3 separate regions of the Mus musculus genome follow, and regions 2 and 3 are each linked to region 1. Evidence: chromatin contacts called from public promoter capture Hi-C data. All regions are on one chromosome and are shown on one strand. Each heading gives the region's core, a stretch centred on a gene start, on an enhancer-like site or on the middle of the called end of the contact. The rest is flanking DNA. Distances are from core to core; before and after follow the strand shown.

Evidence for each region. Promoter capture Hi-C pulls out the DNA fragments that hold promoters and counts their contacts.
Region 2: a promoter capture Hi-C map of embryonic stem cells shows a contact between it and region 1, with 2.6 times the contacts expected there. The contact joins the promoter of Ms4a3 here to the promoter of Ms4a8a in region 1. A contact is called at or near these places in 6 of 39 promoter capture datasets (the 3T3-L1 cell line, the C10 cell line, cranial neural crest and 2 more) and 2 of 9 other capture datasets (liver and macrophages).
Region 3: a contact with region 1 is called in a promoter capture Hi-C map of embryonic stem cells, with 4 times the contacts expected there. The contact joins the promoter of Ms4a6d here to the promoter of Ms4a8a in region 1. A contact is called at or near these places in 13 of 39 promoter capture datasets (3T3-L1-derived adipocytes, cranial neural crest, embryonic stem cells and 7 more), 3 of 115 datasets of contacts at active chromatin or transcription factors (bone marrow-derived dendritic cells and bone marrow-derived macrophages) and 3 of 9 other capture datasets (adipose tissue, liver and macrophages).

The regions. Positions count from the first base shown.
Region 1 is chr19:11,078,595-11,083,664 of GRCm38.p6, forward strand. It overlaps Ms4a8a (membrane-spanning 4-domains, subfamily A, member 8A), which reads right to left and starts at 2,509. Exons shown (of 7, transcript NM_022430.2): 1 at 2,390-2,509; 2 at 790-1,009. The coding sequence starts at 2,502.
Region 2 is chr19:11,638,093-11,643,162 of GRCm38.p6, forward strand. Ms4a3 (membrane-spanning 4-domains, subfamily A, member 3) reads right to left here and starts at 2,759. Exons shown (of 7, transcript NM_133246.5): 1 at 2,575-2,759; 2 at 1,098-1,207; 3 at 94-231. The coding sequence starts at 1,184.
Region 3 is chr19:11,601,808-11,606,877 of GRCm38.p6, forward strand. Ms4a6d (membrane-spanning 4-domains, subfamily A, member 6D) reads right to left here and starts at 2,997. Exons shown (of 7, transcript NM_026835.2): 1 at 2,867-2,997; 2 at 1,339-1,501; 3 at 23-157. The coding sequence starts at 1,485.

The sequences.
Region 1 (5,070 bases), core at 1,259-3,758:
TGGAAGCAAATGCTTAGAGGCAAAAGATTCCGCATCCAAGAACACTGCTTTTTGGCTGTTTTGTTTAGTTTTTTTTTGTTTGTTTTTAATTATTCTTTATTCCTAAATGCCCAAATCAGAAACTACAAGGCCATATACTGAGGCTCCTTTTGCTGCAGAGATTTTCAACAGATCTGGCTTTGGCTAAGCCAGCCCCATCTGCTTTATTTGAAGTTTCTTTTCTTTCTTTTTGTATGTATGTATGTATGTATGTATGTATGTATGTATGTATGTTTGTATGTGCATATGTGCATGCCTATGTATATATGTGTGTGTGTGTGTGCATGTTCATGCACAGGTATGGGTGTGTGGTTCCTTAGGCACTGTGTATCTTTGTGTGTGTGTGTGTGTGTGTGTGTGTGTGTGTACGTGTGTGTACATGTATGATGAGGCCAACATCTACCTTGGTTATCATCCCCAGGAGTCCTTTACATTTTTTTTTTCAAGTCAGGTTCTCTCATTAGCTTGGAACTCACCAAGTAAGCTAGGTTGGCTGGGCAGAGAGCCGCAGACATCTATCTGTCTCTGACTTCCTGGTTCTGGGATGATGAGTGCATTTCTACAGCTTATGTAAGGTGGGTTCTGTGGATGGCACTCAGTTTGCTGACATGGCACTAAGCCCTTTACTAACTGAAATATCCTGTTCCCTGGCCCCTTATTTGGAATTTCTATTAGTCTGTCTCAAGCCTCTGCTTTCCTCTCTCTGTAGCACATGGTCTCTGGCTCACACAGTGGACTCCTCTTACTTACCCCTAGGACTTGTCCCTTTTTCAAGACTCTCTGGGCAGGCGGTTCGGTCATAGCTGGCACCAAACCAGGCAGATGACCAGAAATCACATGGACTTGAGGCTGATTGCTGGGATAAATAGGCATCTGAGGCACGGTTCCTGGGACCACAGGATAACTGTTGGGCGGTGCCACCACATATACAGAATTGGCCATGGGGCCCGGTGAAGTTACTGTATTCATGCTGACGAAAAAGAAATACAACAGAATCACTCATCATTTATATACTGTGTTTACATTTTAAAAAGACTTCAAGAGGCTGGGGAGGCAGCTCAGTCAGTAGCCACTTGCTCAACAAACATTAGGATATGGGTTTAGATTTCCCAGCACCTTTTGTAAAAAGCCAAGTGTAGGGCCAGTGAGACGACTCAGCAGGTAAAGTCATTTCTGCCTGGTGACCTTGAGTTTGGACCCTGAGACTCACGTGGTGGAAAGAGAGAACTGATTCCTAAAATTTGTTCTCTAATTTCCAAGAACATTTAGTGGCACTTGTGTGACCATAAACAATAAGTAAATAAAGTATAATAACAGTAATTAATAATAATAACAAGTCTATTGATATTGTCTTTATTGCTAGGTGCACCTGTGGGACAGGAGAGATGGGATCTCTGGAGAGCGAGTAAGGGAGACACCCTATATAGTCCTGTGGTCTCCATATACATGTGAACACACATACTTGATCATGTGCATGCACACGCACACACATAGGACATTAAACACTTTAAAATAACCAAGAATGATTTTTACCTGAGCAATTCAACCCCACCTATTTGTTAACACCATCTTAGAGATAATGTTAAACTTCTATTTCAGGGCTTGTTGAGAATGCCAGGCATATGCCAGGTAAGTGCCAGGCAACCAACACTTTACAAATGCTTCTCTTACAGTTTTAACTTGTCCCATGGATGAAAAAGTAAAGCCCGGAGAGGCTAGGCACTCCCGGAAGCCAGGCTGTGCCATTTCACTCTTTGCATGTCTCCTACTATCTTGATCCTGTTTTGTGTACAGTGGAATTATCTGATCTCAGAGTCCCACAGGTAGAAAGACTCTTGGGGAACATGGAGTTTAGTTCTCTTAGATTTTGGAAAAGGAAACAGAGTGTGACAGTAGTGTTGACTTCTCCAATGTCATGTACATATTAGAAAAATGGAGGCCATTGTGCTCAAGGGAAGTCTATTGTCAGTGTAGTGGGTGTGTGTGTTGTCTGGTTTAATTTTCTAGGGCCATTTTATTATTTGTGTGTGTATGTGTGTATGTGTGCCTTCCATGTTACACACTTGGAGGCCAGAAGATAACTGGTGGGAGTTGATTTTATCCTTCTACCCTGTGGGTCTCAGCATTAACCCATACCCAGTGAGTGGTATACCTTTAAAAGTTTCTCTTCTTCCATTCTGTTTTTGGAACAGACACAATAAAATAAGTACAATACACCCTTCTATGTTTTTCACCCAATATACCTCTCCAGCGTCTTTCATCCACTTACATTCCCCATGTCTCATTTGACACAAACCCCTTATCTCCATTCATCAGCAATTCATATAACCATTTGATCACACACACTCACCTTACTGTGCCCGGTTGCCAAGTAAGTCTCTCTTGCTCCGGTTCCCAACTCTTTGCTGTAGAAAACTTACTCCCCGAGAGATTGACTGCACCCTGTGCAGTTGGGCGATTCATTTAGAATGATCCAAAGTCCTCTCTACTTCTTTCCTGGGTGAGGCCTGGGTCAGCAGCTGGTCAGAGCTTCCACACCCACATTTGCTTCCTGTTTTAGTTATGGAACCAATTAAATACAGCTCATTTTGTCAAGGGCTTCAAGGTGCCTGAATGGAGAGTTGAGGTTGTGCTGGGTGTTCTAGGAGACAAAAGAATGACCTGGACATTCAGGGCTGGATGTACTGTGCTGAAATAGAGGACAGGTTGACTCAGTTTCACAGCAAAGAAATACATGATCCCAGGAGAACACAGAGAGAGCTGTGGAGCTGGAGTGCTTAGACACTTGAAATCATTGAACTGCAATGAGAAAAGATGGAATCAATGGATAAAATGAAAGTTACACTCAACTCTCTTCCATAGGTTTAAAGTCATTTACTTTTATGTAACGTGTATGGATATTTTGCCTCTATGTATGCTTATCTGCTTTGTGTGTGCAGTGACTGCTCTCACAGACAGTTGTGAACCACCATGTGGTTGCTGAGAATAGAACTTGGGTATGCTGCAAGAGCAGATGTCTCTTAACCATGGAGTCATCTCTCTCTTCCCTTCCATTTATTTATTTATTTATATTTATTTATTTATTTATTTATTTATTGTAAGTACACTGTAGCTGTCCTCAGACACTCCAGAAGAGGGAGTCAGTTGTGAGCCACCATGTGGTTGCTGGGATTTGAACTCCTGACCTTCGGAAGAGCAGTCGGGTGCTCTTACCCACTGAGCCATCTCACCAGCCCCCCTTCCATTTATTTTTATCTCACCTGGAAAATAAGGATCTTGTCTGAGAACTGCTGTACTGGAGCAGTGAGGTCTTTGGAATCAGATGTGACATATTGACTTTTTAAAAATTCCAATTGGCATACGAAAGACACTCATTAGACTCTCCCTGACTGAGCACACTGAGATGAGAGGATGGCTGGCACTTTGCAAGCTGACCAACTGAAAGAACATTATAGGCAGAGGCTATCGAAAGGGACAAAGCCAAGAAGGGAAGAAAGCACAGGACAAGTTTTGGGTAGGCACACACAAGGGACATTGAAAGCAAAAAGGATGAAAAATTCTAATTCAATCAAACCTTGCCAATACCCTTTTCAGATTTGCCCCCAAGTTTTTAAAGCCAGCTTTTTATTAGACCTTATCTGTGGGATCATTTCTTCAAATTTGATATTGTTTTATTGTGTGTATGTGTATGTGTGTGTGTCCATGCATGATGTGTGTGTGTCTATAGGTCAGAAGTCTAGATGTTTTCCTCTGTCTTATTTTTTCATTTTTCAAAAAGTTACTTTTAGCATATATTAGTTGTATATAATGATGAGGTTCACTCTGGTGTTTCATACAATTATATACTATATACTTTGCCTTATTTTTCATTTTTCAAAAAGTTACATTTAGCATATATTAGTTATATGTAATGATGAGCATATTCTGATTTATACACTCAATACCTTATTTTGATCACAGTCACCTGTCATTATTCCTGTATTCCTTTCACTCCCGTTGATCCTCTTCCTTTTACCAACCAGCCCCCATCTTTCCTCATGCTTCTCTTCTTTATTTTTAGCGAGCAATATGTTTAATAAAGATCACGTATGGAAACCTTTTGAGGATTTACTTTCGGGTGCATGGGTGGCTTACATATGGCTATCCTGATGAAAGAAATGTCTTTCCTTCCCTCAGCAACCATCAATTAACTGTTCACAGATCTCTAGGAGTGGTATGGCTCCTCCTGCCCCTTTGCTTTATATTTAGAGATGTTAGAGAATTGTTTTGGGGTCTCACAATGAATTGGAAGCTTACGGATCCCACCAGACTGGCTGGTCAGTGAGCTCTGGGTATCCAGCCTTGGAGTGACAGAAGCACTCTGCCTTATCTACCTTTTCTTCATGGGGATTGAACACAGGTCCTTATGCTGCCTCAGCAGGCATTTAGTTCACAAATTCATCTCCCTAGCCCCAGGAATTGTATTTTGACTTATTAAAAACATTTTAATCCAAATCAGAGGGAAGAGGGAGGAAGGCAACTGGATAGGAGAGGGACAGAGGAAAAGGGGAACATGATCAGATATTGGGGTGGGGAATAGGAGTGAAGCCCCGAGTAAAATGAATGGAAATATGCAAACTTGGGAGGTGGAAGGTGGGAGGTGGGGGGACCCTCTAGAATGTACCAGAGACCTGGGAGGTGAGAGAATTTCAAGACTCAAAGAGAGGGACCTTAGATGAAATGCTCTTCAGTGGGGAGAGGAAACTTGTAGAGTCCAACTCCAGTAGAAAGACAAGGCATCAAGTGGAGGGATGGGGTTGCCATCCCACAGTCAAAAACATTGTCCCAGAATTGTTCCTGTCTAAAAGAACTGCAGGGACAAAAATGGAGAAGAGACTGAGGAAAAGGAGGTCCAGGACCAGCCCAAATTGGGACCCATCTCAAGGGGAGGGTTCAAGGCCTGACACTATTACTGATGCTGTGATGTACTTACAGACAGGAGCCTAGTATGGCTGCCCTCCAGAGGCCCAACAAACAGCTGACTGAGACAGA
Region 2 (5,070 bases), core at 1,509-4,008, 560 kb after region 1:
CCACAGCTGGTAATCTTCAAAGAACACTTTCATACTAGCACACTAGCAGTGCTGGGTAGGAGATGGTCTATGGCCAAGGAAATGAATACTCACAAACACAGCACCCCACAGTGGGTAGCCTGTGTAGAAGGTGAAGAAGAAGAAATGCCTGAAGTGGTGGGACACGTGTTGTAAACAAACCAGAAAAATTCCGAGAGCTAGAATCAGTATTCCATTCAGGATCTGGATGGCCTGTAAGGAAGACGAAGAAAAAAAAAAGGTATAATGTTATTTTTATTTTCCTCCAAAAGGACTTATTGTGCCTTTAAATGGTTTAAATGCTAAGCCTAAATTAACTGAACAAAATCTTGTTCTGAGAAATACGACAAAGCCAGGTAGCTGTCAAATTTTTATTTTAAAATATTTTTATTTAAAATATAGATTATGGTGATGAGGTAGAAACATCTATATGAGCTACAGAATGAGTTCAAGGCCAACCTGTGTGATTTAGTAAGACTCCATATAAAAACTGTACAAAGGGTTGGAGTTTTAACTGAATAATAGCATTTTCCTGGCATCCAGGAGGACCTGGTTCTCATCCCCAGCACCACAGGAAAGACAGAAGAGAGGAGAGGAGGGAAAGGGAGGGCAGAGAAGGGGAGGAGTGGTAAGGGAGGGGGGATGAAAGAGAGAGGGAAGAAGGGAAGAAAGAAGGAAGAGGGGAGAGAAGGGGAAAAAAGGCAAGGGTGAGGGGAGGGAAAGGGAGGGGAGAGAAGGGGAAAGAAGGCAAGGGGGAGGGAAGGGAAGGGGAGTGGGGGAAGGAGAGGGGAAGAGAGGGGAACTTCACAGAACTCAACCTCCTGATATAAGTGGTCAGAAAGCACCAAGAAACAATAAAGAGCCTTAGAACAAATTCTCTGAGGTACGCTGGGGTGGATATTCTCCCTATGAGAGACTGACTGATTCTCCATTTCTACTCCTCAGATCTCCATGACCCTATCTTGTCCTCAGTGACTTGATAAATAACTCAGAAATTTACAGGAAGAAATTTACAGAATGTCCATATAATCTTTTGCTCCTTCTCTCATAAGCCAACTTTATAGCAAAGGCTGACTTACCCCGAGGGCTTGCAGTACACCTCGTTGAACATGGCGTGACTCATCCAAGGGCTGATAAACAGAACCACCAGTCTCCTCTGGCTTCATGTGTCTGCCTGATGAGGTACCACCTGCCGAGATCCCCAGTCCTGTATTATGAGATTCCTGGGAGGCCATTTGGGGCTGTTTGGGGCTATCATGGGGAAGAACTCACAGGCTTGGTGCCTCCTTGGACCACTTTCTAACAGTATTTTTTAGTGTCACAGAAGAGTTCATCTTGTCCACGCATCAGGATTGCTCTTCTGAGGAGGGTCTGAGTTCCAGAAGTCACACCCTGCGCCTTGCCTTTATACCCTAAAACTATTCTCTTCACAAAGCAAATCCTCTCTCCCCACTACAACTTGGCCTGGATACTGCCAAAATCAAGCTTTCAAAAAACCCTTTTAGTCCTGGCCTAGTCTGAATGGTGAACCCTTTCTTCATGTTCTGGGAATCCCTTCAGCACAAGTTCCACACACCTCAGGCTGAGCTTCAATTTTAAAGGTGCTTGCATCTCTCTGTGTGCTCATCTGCCTCACTGCCTCACAGTTCATATATATCTAATACAAACTTTATAAATAGCCATGTTTAAGAATAATAATAGAAAATCCATTAGCAGGCACTGGGTCTTCATGCTGAAAACACCACACAATGGCTTTGGAGGTCTGACACATTGTTGAGCTTTTTAGAAAAGAATTGAAGGTAAGCTCCAGCCTTCAGGTAAAGCAAGCCATGTTCTACAAAATATAGTCAATTTGGCTTTTAAAAGAAATCTAGAAATTGTAGGCTTCCTAGTGTCCCACTAAGGAGTTCATCTCCCCAGCTCTATCTGTGTAGAACACTTCTGGGTGTTTTACTCATGTCAACCAATTCAGTTTGCAAAACATCTATTGGAATGTGTATTGTCATTATGACACTTTCCATTTTACAGATGAGGAATCTAAGAAATAGAGCATTAAATAACATTCCCAAGTCCACCTGGCAGGGATCTGAGAAGTTAAGGGTCAAATCTGCCTCTAATTATCACCACACTCTTATGCACTCAGGCAGGATCTCCCTCACAAAACTTATCATTCAGGCCACCTCTCATAGCTAGACCTGGCCACCAAACTCAGAGGCAGCCTCTTAATATGTCAAAATGTGTGTGTGTGTGTGTGTGTGTGTGTGTGTGTGTGTGTGTGTGTGTGTATGTGTGTGTGTGCGCGTGCGTGCCTGACTGCCTGCCTAACATTGGTCTATCCATGTCTACATTTTCCAAATATATTATGCCAAAAATCATGGCACCGGGTTACCAGGCGCCAGGTAATATCTGCATTCCAAAGACATTTGTCCACACAGCTAAAAATTCCAAACCTCTACTGAGAAATGAAACAGAAGACTTTTATCCCAAGAAAGCCACCCTTAGCAGACAGAAAAATGAAGAGATGATTCCAATGGAGAAAGGTCTGGTAGGGTTTACCTTGAAGAATTCAGGATTTGACAAGTCCTTCCCCTGCAAGTCCAACTCATTACAGAAGAGGAGACAGTAATGACCACCAGAGTCTGTCCCCCAAAACCAGCAGTCTCTTCCTCCTCAGGCTTAACGAATCTCTTCTTTGTGCAATTCCTCAGCAAGTCCAGTGGAAGTGGTTTTGCTGGCTGCCTGAAAGGTGTGCTAATAACACTCCTATTTGAGGGCACTAATGGCCCACCCACTTCCCCAAGTATACCATTAAGAAGGAAGCTGGTATATGGAGCCATCAGCATCTGGCTCTAAGATGTTGCTTCACACATTATTGGAGCAAGAAATAAAAGCAGAACAAGGGGCTAAGTCAGTGGGAAGGTAGAGTGGGATGGGGGAGAATAAGTCTAGCTATGTAAAAAAAAAGTGAAGCCAGGCAGAATGAATAGTGTTGGGAAGGGGAACAACATATTGTGGCCATTAAGGGACTGAGTTTACATAACGTATCAGTGATGTTGCTAAAACTGTTTTTATAGAAATTATAATGTTTAATCCTCTCAGGCCAAGCAAGGTTAGTTCATTTGTCATAAATTAAGACAATGGTAATTTAAATATATTGCGTTTACATCAACTGTCACTTGCTGTTCAATTTGCTTCAGGGTGCATCCATTTCTTCCATCCTTGGGATAACCCATGACCTAAATACCACTACTGAATCAATGTAATGAAAGACAAAACTGACATAGAGGAGATAATCAGATTCTCTCATATTTATCCAGATGTATTGGTCTGTTGTCTGATAGTATAAGAGAATGCCACTGACAGGGTGGGTTATAAAGAAGAAGAGTTTATTTTTCTCGTGGCCATAGAATCTGAAAAGTCCTGTGCCAGAACACTAGCACTTCTGAGGGCTTTCATGTCACACCATAGAATAGAGGGAGTGAGGGAGAACACTTGAGAGAAAGCAGAGGGCAGACACTCATAATTAGACATTTAGGGTTGCCTGGGATATGAATTATGACTCTGGTTACCTCTGTGAGAGAGTTCCCATAAGCATTTAACTTAGAAGATGAATCCTGAATATGGAATTCAAAATCCCATGGCTTTGGACTGGATGAAAAAGGAACCGTGAGCTGAGTGAGCACTCATCTGTCTGCTTCCTGACTGCAGAGAGTGTGACCAGCCCATCACATACTCTGCTGGCAGGGCCAGAGCAGCCCTTGTCACCACCCCTCCCTTCAAATTGGAAATAGGCATAAAGCTTTCCTACGTTCATTTAGTCTGGGTTTTTTTTTTGTCATAGCAATTTAAAAACAAACAAACAAACAAACAAAGGCAAATTTCATCCTCTATTAGGAACGATTCTGACTAGACCTCACTCTAATGTTAACAGTGATAAAAGCAGCCCATGCCCCATGTTCTGGGAGTACAAAAATGAATGACAGTCCTCCAGTGTCTTACCTTGGCCCACTGTACCCCAGTGGCTTTCGGGGATCATCTGAGGCTTCAGCTTAGGTTGGGACCCTGTGTCTGAAGCCCTTCAAGGCTAGAAGTCAGATAGTTTTGTATGGTGGAAATGACTTGTTCTCATATATGGTCTCTATGAGGACTTTATTTCTTTTTTTAATATTTTTATTAGGTATTTTCCTCATTTACATTTCCAATGCTATCCTAAAAGTCCCCCATACCCTCCCCCCCACACACACCCCTACCTACCCACTCCCACTTTTTGGCCCTGGCGTTCCCCTGTACTGGGGCATATAAAGTTTGCAAGTCCAATGGGCCTCTCTTTCCAGTGATGGCTGACTAGGCCATCTTTTGATACATATGCAGCTAGAATCAAGAGCTCCAGGGGTACTGGTTAGTTCATAATGTTGTTCCACCTATAGGGTTGCAGATCCCTTTAGCTCCTTGAGTACTTTCTCTAGCTCCTCCATTGGGGGCCCTGTGATACATCCAATAGCTGACTGTGAGCATCCACCTCTGTGTTTGCTAGGCCCGGCATAATCTCACAAGAGACAACTATATTTGGGTCCTTTCAGCAAAATCTTGTTAGTGTATGCAATGGTGTCAGCGTTTGGAAGCTGATTATGGGATGGATCCCCGGATATGGCAGTCTCTAGATGGTCCATCCTTTTGTCACAGCTCCAAACTTTGTCTCTGTAACTCCTTCCATGGAGATTTTGTTCCCAATTCTAAGAAGGGGCAAAGTGTCCACACTTTGGTCTTTGTTCTTCTTGAGTTTCATGTGTTTAGCAAATTGTGTCTTATATCTTGGATATCCTAAGTTTCTGGGCTAATATCCACTTATCAGTGAGTATATATTGTGTGAGTTCCTTTGTGAATGTGTTACCTCACTCAGGATGATGCCCTCCATGTCCATCCATTTGGCTAGGAATTTCATAAATTTCATTCTTTTTAATAGCTGAGTAGTACTCCATTGTGTAGATGTACCACATTTTCTGTATCCATTCCTCTGTTGAGGGGCATCTGGGTTCTTTCCAGCTTCTGGCT
Region 3 (5,070 bases), core at 1,747-4,246, 520 kb after region 1:
TCCCCACAGAAGTCCTACTTACAAACAAAGCTCCTACAAATGGGTAGCCAGATTCTAACAGGATGGAAAACACTGAGGTAAAGTGTAGATTGGAGGGAACAGATGCCAAAATGATTCCCAGAGCCAACACCATCACAGCACACATGATCTGGATTGCCTGTTGAGAGAAGGGAGATGGTGATTAAAGCAGCAATGACAAGAAGGACCTCTCCACTTTTCCCATGGTGCCTAGGCATTGTCATCTACAACATCCCAGTGAGCACACAGACACTGTACAAGTTCTGCAGTGAGAGAGGAAAGCTCATTCTGGTGGAGATGTAGTTCTGCTAGAATGTTGAGTCACCTTCAATTATTTCTGTCATGCTCATGACCCCTTCTGGCATCTTCTGGCTGGGGCTGAACTTCAGTGCATAGTTAGGAAGTCTCCTGCTCCCTCTTGTGGGATGAAGAGGTATCTGAAAGCCCACTCACTGAGAACTGGAATGTGGAAACCTCTCCACACATCATGCAGATCCCACAGAACACCACATAGGACTAGCCTCTCTGCCCTGCTCCACAGCACCTTCAGTCCCGGTGTCCGGTCTGGTAATCCCTTGCCTCTATATTAAAAGGGAAATTTTATCTTCCTGATGCCCTTCTTTACCTCAAGACTCACAACAGTTGTAATTTTGATTAAGCAAATTTATAAATGTTTTGTTACATGAGCTTCAAAGAAATCCAGAGAATTAAATGTATGTCTAAGCTAAGACCATCAGTTCCATTAAGTTTTGGGACTGAGTAACACAGAGGCCCATGCAGTGTGTTTCGTAGAAACAACACTGACAAAACACCTTCATCTTTCCTCATAGCACAAAATATATGTTCTTTCTCATCTCCCTGTACCTAAAAGTCTTGTTAGTATGTCCTGGAGGAGCACAGAGAAATGAACCAATGGTCTTTTTTTTTTTTTTATCATCTCTTCTCACTAAAGAGGAGAAGGATGTTCTGTACTCAATGAGCACATAGAATGTAGCTACAAATGTTTTCATAAATAAAATACTTAGCAAGTACTATCCAAAAATAATAATGATAAAAAAGAACAAAATCTCAATGGCTGCTGGAATAAGGTCATTGAATTACAGCGCAAGCATGTTAAAACAGGGTAAATACTTGCCAGTTTGTGGAAAGTCTTAGAGATGTAAGCAGCATTCCAAGGGGCTTCCACCAGTCTACAGACCACTCTGTGATCACTCTGTCAAAACTTAAGGCTTCCCACCCCTAAATTTATCTCTGGTCCTAATACATAGAGCCTCTCCCTCTGCCCTCCAACCACCCCAGGGTGTTCTGTGTGGAATTTACCGCCATCACTTTGATCTCAGCCTTTAGATGTTTCTTCAGGCTGTCTTGGCTCTGGTGGGAAGGCTGGGGTTTGTCTGTTTGGGGAAAGCTGATTCCATTTGGTGAAATCACTGTGACAGTCTCACTGGTCACTACTTGTGGAATCATGATGGAGCTTCCACGGCTGGAAGAGAAAATGGACTTAGCTCTTACAAAGAACTGCACACCCATCTTCCCACTCTCAAATCTGTAGGTGAGTACCTTACTGCATTCTTGACTTATCCTCCAAGGGAAGAAACTAGAAGACTAAAGAAAATGTAAAATCCCAAACCTTAGATTCAGAAGGATTTTTTTTTTCTGCTTGAGATAGAGGGTTGTTTTTAGACAATGAATATATACATAACATGACAACTCCCACTGATCCCAGTGAACAGAGCCAAATGTTTACATAAAACTTGTAGATTGGAACTGTTGAAATGACTCAGCAAATAAAGGCATTTGACTTCAAGCCTGAAGGTCTGAGTTCGATCTGCTGGACCCATGTAGCAGGAGAGATTCATTGCAAGCTGTCTGTGACCTGCAGATTTGCCTTAACACACATTCACCTGCATGCATACACACATATACACACAAAGAGCTATAATAAAAAGACTTTCAAAATGTAGCATTAATTTCCTAGTTGCTATCATGTTTGAGTGCACTGTCCCTTATTCTGATGAGTTTTATCCTCAGGTTGTTCTACCAGTCTTGAGATATAATTAAAATTTGATCTTCAATCTTTTCCAATTTATGCTACTACTCAAACTACTGAGAGCTATTTGTTCATTGTTTGTCTCATAGTGTTATTTCCAGCATATTTCATCATAGTTTAGAACCCTCACAGTAATTCTATTTGTTAGTAATGTCATAATCAAAAAAGAATTTCAGAGGTAAATTTTGATTCATGTGTGAAAATAACACATGATTTTATAATGACATAGGCTTGATGCTAAATAGATATTTAAAGTTTTTGTTATTAACCAGTTGCCTACACACAGTTGGGTGCTGGATCCCAGCTGTCTCTGTCTCTGGTTCCTCACCCTATTTTCCCACCTGCCTGCGGCAGCCTGTGTCTAAGTCTCCTCAGTGTGGAGAAGCACCTGAATGCAGAGTGAGAAGCCCTGGAGTTGTAACCTGAGGTTCAAGATTAGAACTGTGCCCTTGTTAGGAAGAACCAAGTTGCCTGTGGAATTGGTTTCTGAGCTCAGTTTGCCTCTCTTTTCTGTTCCACTCTCAGACCTTAGACTGCCTAATTAGTGAATGGCTTAAAAGCCTTTGCAGGTACAAGAGCTCTGCTTTTGTTAATTACATGACCTTAGGACAGTGACCACCAAGATCATGGAACTAAAACCAGCCAGGACCGATATAAACCCAATACCCATTCCGTTTGCCCATTTAGTTCTGAAGTGTCCCAGTGTCTCTATTGCTTCCATAAGCACCAGCAATCTCTTACAGTGCAGTCCCAGAAATAGAGTGCTGTACAAAGGAATTTCTCTTCAGGGTTGCCTACCTGAGCCTGTGCGCCTTGTCACCCAGTCACTTCCAGCTGAGCTCTCAGAAACCCCAAGAGCTTTAACTATGGGTTTTCTCAGTCTGATCCTTGGTTCCTTCTTGTGAAGTTCTAACTGTCCCAGCCCTTCCTTCTTCTGTGCTCACTGCACAGGAAGTGGCGCTTACAGTCTGGACATGTGAATGTGCCTTTACTTCCTTTTTCATAGACTTCCAGTAACCAGGAAAATGACTAATTGGACCAGTTCTGGGAGACTTGTAGGTTACTTTTCCTTCCCATAAAATATCATCATGACAGCACTGACATTTTTATCACTGGTTTGAATTTTGTGTCTCTCTAATTATCCTAGATCTAGAATACACATTCAGTGGCAGAGCTGAACCTGCTGAGCATCTCAGAGACCCTAATTTCTGATCTGATCCTCAGTGTGCATTATGCTTACGTGTCTATTGGGTGCCAATGGACAGAGTGAACCAAGTTGTTATGAAAACTGACAAAGGTGTTCTTCTTCCGAGCTGGTTTGCGTCTGCGAAGGATAGCATTGCCTTCAGATCCTGACTTAGTGTCAGTGGAGTTCTGCACATTCCATCTTGGCCCACAATGATATGAGTATCACAAAACCAAGCAAAAACTTCCGTTCTTCCCAAACTTATGAGTCATGAAAGTTGTGGCAGAGATGGAACAAGGAAGATGAACAGAGTTAGACGTCATATTCCCCAAGGCCAGTGATCTTGTGGTGTTAAGTAGAATGTCAGTCAGAGTAGCTTTTCTCAGCTCTGTAACTACTCCATGCTAGAGGGATCATGCATGGGGTTAAAAACTAAAATCTACAGGTAAATAAATAATATGCTACATTTATAAAGGCTTTAATCAATGAACTTAACAAAATATTTAATGATTTCTGCAAAGCTCAAAAATCTAGATCACTATTAGAATACAACTAAGTTTTTCTTTGGTAGTTAGACAGTTACCAGGAAACACTTCCAATCAAAAAAGGGGGGGCAAAAATAGACATGAATACCCAATGGTCTCATGGGCACTGTTTTTTTTTCTTTTATTGATTCTTTGCAAATTTCACATCATGTACCACAGCCCCACTTACCTCCCCCTCCTCTGGTACCTGTCCTCCACCCTTGCCATCTCCCCCCAGCAAAGAAAAAAAAATCTCATTGTGGAAGCTGTAGTGTGTCACAGTGTATCCCACAGTATTCCCTTTTGTCTAAATTTATTTGCTTGAAAATATCTGTTGCAATGATTCTTGGTCTGGTATGAGACCTCTGACTTCTGCTATTCTATCAATACTGAAACCTCACTGGGACTCCTCTCAGATATCCTGTTGCCCTGTGTCATGGAGATCTTATAGCTTTGGATCTATAGGACCACTCCCTTCATACACTCCAGCTGTTCATCGATGAGGTAGATATTGGGGTGGGTCAATTCAAAGCCCTGAACCTGGGCCTGAGAAGTTTATGAGCTTGTCAGATCACAAGCTCTCAGGCCCTTGGTGCAGCTCACTGGCAAATGCCAGTGAGGGACAGGACCACTTCTCACACTCTCAGAACCCTGGGGCCAGCTCTCCCACCTGCCATAGATGGCAAAGGAAGAGGGAGGGAGAAGGTATCTCTCCATCACCCACTCTGTCTCATGGCAAGCTAGTTGCAGACATGTTTACACCCTTGGGGCCCACTCACTGGCAGACCCCACATCCGGGTCAGCTCTACTGTGCTGACCAGGTGAGGTGCAGGTCTCACCCTAAGTGCTGCATCTGGGGGTGGGGGTAAGTCTAGCTCTCCAGCTCTCATGATCCCAGGGCCAGGTCTTCTACCTGCCAAAGGTGGTGAGGGGAGAGGTAGGAGGAGGCTGTCTCTTCCTTGTTCCTGCCACACAAGGGAGACTCCTATGCTCCTATCCTTGAAGGCTGCTCACCTGCAACTCCTCAAGTGTGGGCCCTACTCTTTTGAGAACTTGAGCTGGCTAGGGGCGAAGTCAGCTTTCCTGCTCTTAGCCCACCAGAGCCAACTCTCTCAAGATGCTCAGATGAGACCTCAGATATCAAGATGTCCCCAATCAGCAGCCCAGACCAGAGACATCTGCTTAGCCTTCACTCGTGACAGACTTCTGCTGCTGTAGGGCCTCAGACCCAGATGTGGTCCATGGCAGCTGCACAGGCCAGGACCCCACCATGGTCCCAAGTGGCATCACTG